2 separate regions of the Mus musculus genome follow, and region 2 is linked to region 1. A link is a contact called in public Micro-C data. All regions are on one chromosome and are shown on one strand. The core of a region is the stretch at or near the end of the contact, and the rest is flanking DNA. Distances in the headings are between cores, read along the strand shown. Region 1 has its middle 140 kb from the start of Gm40303. Region 2 has its middle 38 kb from the start of Gm40304.

Region 1 (2,700 bases), core at 135-2,634:
AATATAATTAGGCTGATACACTGTTGAGACCAAATGATGGCTTTTCTCTTTCTTTTCCTTTCCTGCATGTGCACATTTATTTGAAGAACTTTGAATACGTAGAAGAGGACAAGAGACCTACTCGGTGTCAGTGTTCATCCAAACAGCTTACTCTATTCTGAAACTCAGGTTTCCCTCTTTTGCTTCCTTGCACCCCATAACATCATTACTTGTAGATATCAAAGAAGAGCTGTGTCTTTGAACGTACACAGAAGTCAAGGCACATAGATCACACTAACTTCACATAACGAGGAGCAGTAATCCCCCTGTCCCTTTCCACTGAATAATACCTTCTTTGGTAAATCCTTTAGAAGTACAAACATGCATCCAATCAACTCCCTTTGAAAACATGCCCCAAATAAATTAGCTGCCTTAGAAACCTATTAACCCAAGCAGCTATTAGGTAATAGACATTTCTAAATTAAACTTAACTTTAGATCTCTCTTCTAGAGATCTTTAAATCTCTAAAGACTTTAGAGCTCTTCAGTGATCATCGATTTATGGGGATGTTAATATTCACTTAAAAGACTAATAACAGAATGGTTTCCTTCTTTCCCTGTCAAACACAAGGGCCGATTTTTGATGAGTGAAAATCACCTCCTATCTTAGCCATAACATCCCCAAGGTGCGACACCTGAAATGACACAGCAGAGACATAAATCACAGAAATAGAAACTCATGAAATGACAGCTGACAGTGGTAGACACTCTTGCTGTTGCTCACACCACATAAGAGAGAGAAAGGGCATCTAATAAGCCTCCATTTGTTTCCCTATGAGTCAGTGATGCAAGCCTTGAGTTTCTCACAGGCCCCATCGAAAAATCTAGAAGCAGAAAGCTTCAGTATTAGATTCACACAGTGGGAAGAAGACTAACAAAAGATTTTTTCTCAAAAAGAAGTCATCTAGATGTCCCTGAGCAGACCAGTTAATGTTACCATCCTCGAGGTGAACACAGAGTCTTAGCTAGAGGATAACAGACAGGGTCCTAGAGTTAACAGAGGAAACGCCCGGGTGCATGACCATAACTATCTTTAGCTACATCCATCCGGGTTAGAGAGAAAGCCTAGGCCACTGATAACAAACATCTCTATTTCCATCTGCTAACATCAGACCCAGAACAGAGAGGCAAGGGGAAACCCAGAGTCTTTCCCTTTGTCTACAAATGTATCTGCTAGATGCATTGCTCGAAGCCTCGAGTAGCCACAAAACCATAGAACCTGCCAAGCCTTGGAGCTGGAAAATTCTAGAAGAGGAAGCTGCTGTTAAAGGGAGTAAAATGACTCGCTTTACCACACTACCCTTCACCGCGTGTGACTTGAATGGAAATAGTCTTTTTCTGACATAAATGAAATCAAACCGAATGAGTGTGCTATGTGTCAGCAGATGCTGCGCCCCATGCAGCTAGCTCATTGCCTAACAGAGGAAATGTGGATTCGTAGAACTAGCTTCCTACTTTGAACACTATTTTTCCTGTAATTGGGTAAGGCCGGGGGCAAACTCTGGTCAGAGCCTGCAGAGATAAAGGGAAGCTGTGCAAACACAGACACATCAACTGCAGGCCCAGTGAAGACTTCCAGAACATGTACCACTGCAGGATGATATTAAGCATGGCCAGCATGGGAGAGGCAGTTTAGACATACAGAACAAGCTTAAGACACATACAACCTTTTCCTTCAGGAACAATCGAAACAACTCTAAGAGATCATCAAAGATCAAGGACAGGACTGAGATGTTCAGGCCTCAAAGCAATTGCCTTGCAAACCTGAGAACCCAAGTTTGATATGTAAAACTCATGTAAAATACATAAATGAACACCACACACACACACACACACACCCCAAATGCAATACTGATCATGATCCCCCCCCCAAAAAAATACTTGTGAAATCATTGGGTATTGGAAAAGTCAAGGGCAGCTTGGCTCATCTGAGAGTCAGTAGGAACTTGGAAGTTTGGGTTGGGGCAACAGGTAGAAGAGAGATGTCCTGGGAATGTCTAAACAGGGACAAAGTTTCTGAGGTGGAAACTAGTGTGCCCCTGAGGAGGCTGGTAGAGAGAGAGTGCCCCGAAAACAGGGTTTGAAGACATATTGGAAAATAGCATTGGATCTGGATCTGTAGGGGATATTACAGCTGAAGTAACCAACCAGAGACAGGGTTCTAGATACAGTTCCTTGGAAACGCCCCTCTCTCTGGGTGTTTGAGATAAATGACAGGTGGGCATCAGCCAGAATCATCCAAGTGTCATGGATTCGCCTTCATATCATGATGGTCCCCAACCTCTGGGCCAGATACTGGTTAAAATGAGCACTGAAGTGACAGCGTCTTCTTTATACCACCACTCCCAAATAGAGAAACTACTACTGTTTTAAAACCCCTTTCTACATCAAAGGTCCTAATTCAGTGTCAAATCTACTAAATATTGATAAAGCTTTGAAAATTCCTTCTCTTTTAACCTTACGCCAACCACCACCACCCTCTCTGCATCGTCCCTCCCTTACCTGTTAACTCTGACTACTGGTCCTTAGATGTCATCCACCTAGCTTGTCACTTGTTGGGTTGGAGCTTGCTGGCTAGGCTAAGCTGGCTGGTTAGTGATGCTCAGGGGGATCCTCCTGCCTCAGCCTTCCTGTGTTGTGACCCCAGCATGTATCACAGCAT
Region 2 (2,700 bases), core at 134-2,633, 110 kb after region 1:
GGGAAATGAATGCTTTGTAGAGAACAGAGGAGAGGAGAGAAGTAGGGTTAGACAGGCCAGGTGAAGTGCTCTTTGGAAGTCTGGGGGAAACATGGTGTTGGTCTAGACCGGATGAGAAGCAGAGTTATTTTAGAGTAGAATGGGTGGGTCAGAACCACCAAGCTTTATGGGATCTCCTCTCTCCCAGCCACATATTTAATTAGTCATATTGAGAAAGGCAATACGGAAAGTCCGGGCTTTATTGTGGCCTGAAAAAAGTCATTTTAAAAAAGAAGTCAACCTTTATAAATTATTCCAAAAGGCTCCAAGGAGGTTTTGTTGAGGAGGATAAAGGAAACTTACACTGATTGGTACTGAATTCGCTCTGAAAATATCCCTTCCTTTTCCATTCAGCTCTATGGTCTCGTGGCCTTGAAGAACAGCGCTGGTGTAATTTGGAAGTTTTACTAGCCTCTGCATGGAATATGTGGCTGTGCGGTTATTTCAAGTATTCTCAGTCTGTTTTTTTTATGGTCTGAGCTATTTTAGCCAACAGTCCATTGCTAGGAGGACAGAAGCCCAATTAGGGTCTTCAGGAATCTTAGGACCCAGCAACTTGGATGTAACTCACCCTGACCCCGGCCGGAGTTCAGGGCAGAACATCAGTCTTCTACGAATAACTGGGGAATGGGCTTCTAAGCCACAGCAGAGAGCCCTTCATCTTGGTGATGCTATTTGCATTCAATGTAAAACTTAAAGTGGATGGAAAATTTGCCTGGCTGGAAAAAAAAAAAAAAAAACAGCAAAAATGCATCCCAAGTATTTGGTATTTTCATCCAATTCCTTCCACTATGACATATAACTTCTGAATTTCCACCTCCCCTCTAAGGGTCTGTCTGCTCCGTGGCCAAACTCCGCTCAAGGTTTGCCCTGGGTTGGAACTGACCTTATAGTATTATGGGTTGACCTGATCTGCCCTCACTGTTCCCTCAGAGAACTAAGCTCAGGTCTTTGGATATGTGTGGCTTCTACAGAGCGTTAGTGGTGTTGGGCTTGGTGATCTATTCTATAAATTCTCCTGCGTAGGAGATCTGTGCTCAAAGGCACTGGGAAAGGCAAGCAAAACAGAACAGGGCAGGCCCTCTCTGCTTCATTGAAAGGCTGCAGGCTCATGCTGATGGAAGTGCTGTTGATCACCCACCCTGAGCTTTGTATGGGGAACTGGGGAGACATGAGCAAATCTCACCTCCTGACCTTCAGGGTGGGGTTGTCCCTAGCTCTGGAGCTGGGGCTCCGTTCTGTTTAAGTGAGGATTTATTTGGGTTAGGAGACTCCATGGTAATCAGGATGCCAGTCCCCACCCAGCTACGTGCAGACAGAGCTCCCTACCGCTCATGGGGAAATAACCACAGACGGATTCTGGATGATGTAACCTAGAGAGAATCGAGCAGATGATTCTAGCGACGGAAGTGAAAGTTGATCCCGGCCCTGTGGCCGAGCTTTTGGAAACTCCCTGAGAAGCACCCTGTAGTACTAAGAACCCAAAGGACACATTCCAAGTCCAAGCAAGGTCACAGCACCAGGCTTGGTGGACTCTGCTGTTCTCGGTGCTATTGTCACAGTTTTTAGATGTGCAGTTCCCTATGGGCTGAACGTCTCATCACTGTGCAAGCAGTCCCATGTCTTCTCTGTCATGCCCTCAGTCTTTTACACAGTAGCCATTTAACAACCCTCATAGCAGAAGGAAAATCAGCTTTTGCTAGGCAAAGGCCCTAGAAGGGTTTCTATATGGGGGTGGGACAAATTGGCCACAGAGATGCCAAGAGATGACACCCTAAGGAGCCATAGACCTAGCAGCACAGTCTGGTGGCTTCTGCTCACCAGCCAATGTACTCAGAGTGAGCTCTTGGAGAGCTCAGAAACAGCTGCAGGGTAGGTGTCCCTGCCTCCCCCGCTCTGGGCTCTCCATTTCTAACTCTCAACTGGAAAGATACAGAAGTCACGGAGAGCTAACCTCATCCCAAAAAGGACTTGGAGAAATTTTCAGAGATAATAGTGTTAGATAAAGTAAATTTAGGAAAAAAAAATTAAAATAAGGGAAAATAAGGATGGAACTTCAAGTTGGGGGTCAAACAGAGGGGGAAGGAATTCTACATTCTTTGTTATGTCACGAGGAGATGGTCCTTATGGCACTGGGAAGCAAGAATTGCTAGTCATCCATCTATAACTATGATAAAATAAAATAGACAGCTTCAGAAGAGGGAAAGCTTGCTGGTTCTTGGTATCAGAGGGATTACTCCATGTCTGCTTCATCCTGTTGTGACTGGATGTGTGGCAGCACAGTGCATCTGGAAGCAAAATGAGAGGGAGGAAGAAGTTGGGGTCCTATTATCCCCTCTGAGACCTGCCTCCGATGACCCAACTTCCTCCCTCTACACCCTGCCTCCCAAGGTTGCATCTCATCCCATAGTACCACAAACAGTTTGGTCTAAAACACATTGGTCTGGCAAGGGCAATCCATAGGTGGCCTAAAGTACAAGGGATGGTGACACTTGTGTGTTTCTTTAGCCCCAGAATACTTGGGAACATAGATGAGGCCAAAAAATATGCCCCAGGAAGGGACTATCTTGGTATCCATGATACCCTGAGGTTTGAAGTGTTTCTGCCACTGAGCACTGGGTAACCAGACAAGAGTCCACATTCCTACTCCTCATCTGACTA

Evidence for each region. A called contact is a pair of places that touch in the nucleus more often than the background predicts.
Region 2: a contact with region 1 is called in a Micro-C map of macrophages, with 23 times the contacts expected there. The contact joins two enhancer-like sites. A contact is called at or near these places in 2 of 15 datasets of contacts at CTCF or cohesin (CD8 T cells and the NIH/3T3 cell line), 5 of 484 Hi-C or Micro-C datasets (bone marrow-derived macrophages, macrophages, nephron progenitors and 1 more), 5 of 115 datasets of contacts at active chromatin or transcription factors (CD8 T cells, Th17 cells, bone marrow-derived dendritic cells and 2 more) and 1 of 9 other capture datasets (embryonic stem cells).

Annotation. Positions count from the first base shown.
Region 1 is chr5:53,401,502-53,404,201 of GRCm38.p6, forward strand. No RefSeq gene overlaps it. Among named protein-coding and RNA genes, the nearest start is that of Gm40303, 140 kb to the left of the region's middle. Within about 2 kb of position 1,385, at least 109 of the 459 cell types and tissues checked have an H3K27ac peak or open chromatin away from gene starts, as enhancers often do. A contact at or near this core is called in the NIH/3T3 cell line, bone marrow-derived macrophages, macrophages and 2 more, where this site is marked.
Region 2 is chr5:53,508,263-53,510,962 of GRCm38.p6, forward strand. No RefSeq gene overlaps it. Among named protein-coding and RNA genes, the nearest start is that of Gm40304, 38 kb to the right of the region's middle. Within about 2 kb of position 1,384, at least 122 of the 459 cell types and tissues checked have an H3K27ac peak or open chromatin away from gene starts, as enhancers often do. A contact at or near this core is called in the NIH/3T3 cell line, bone marrow-derived macrophages, macrophages and 2 more, where this site is marked.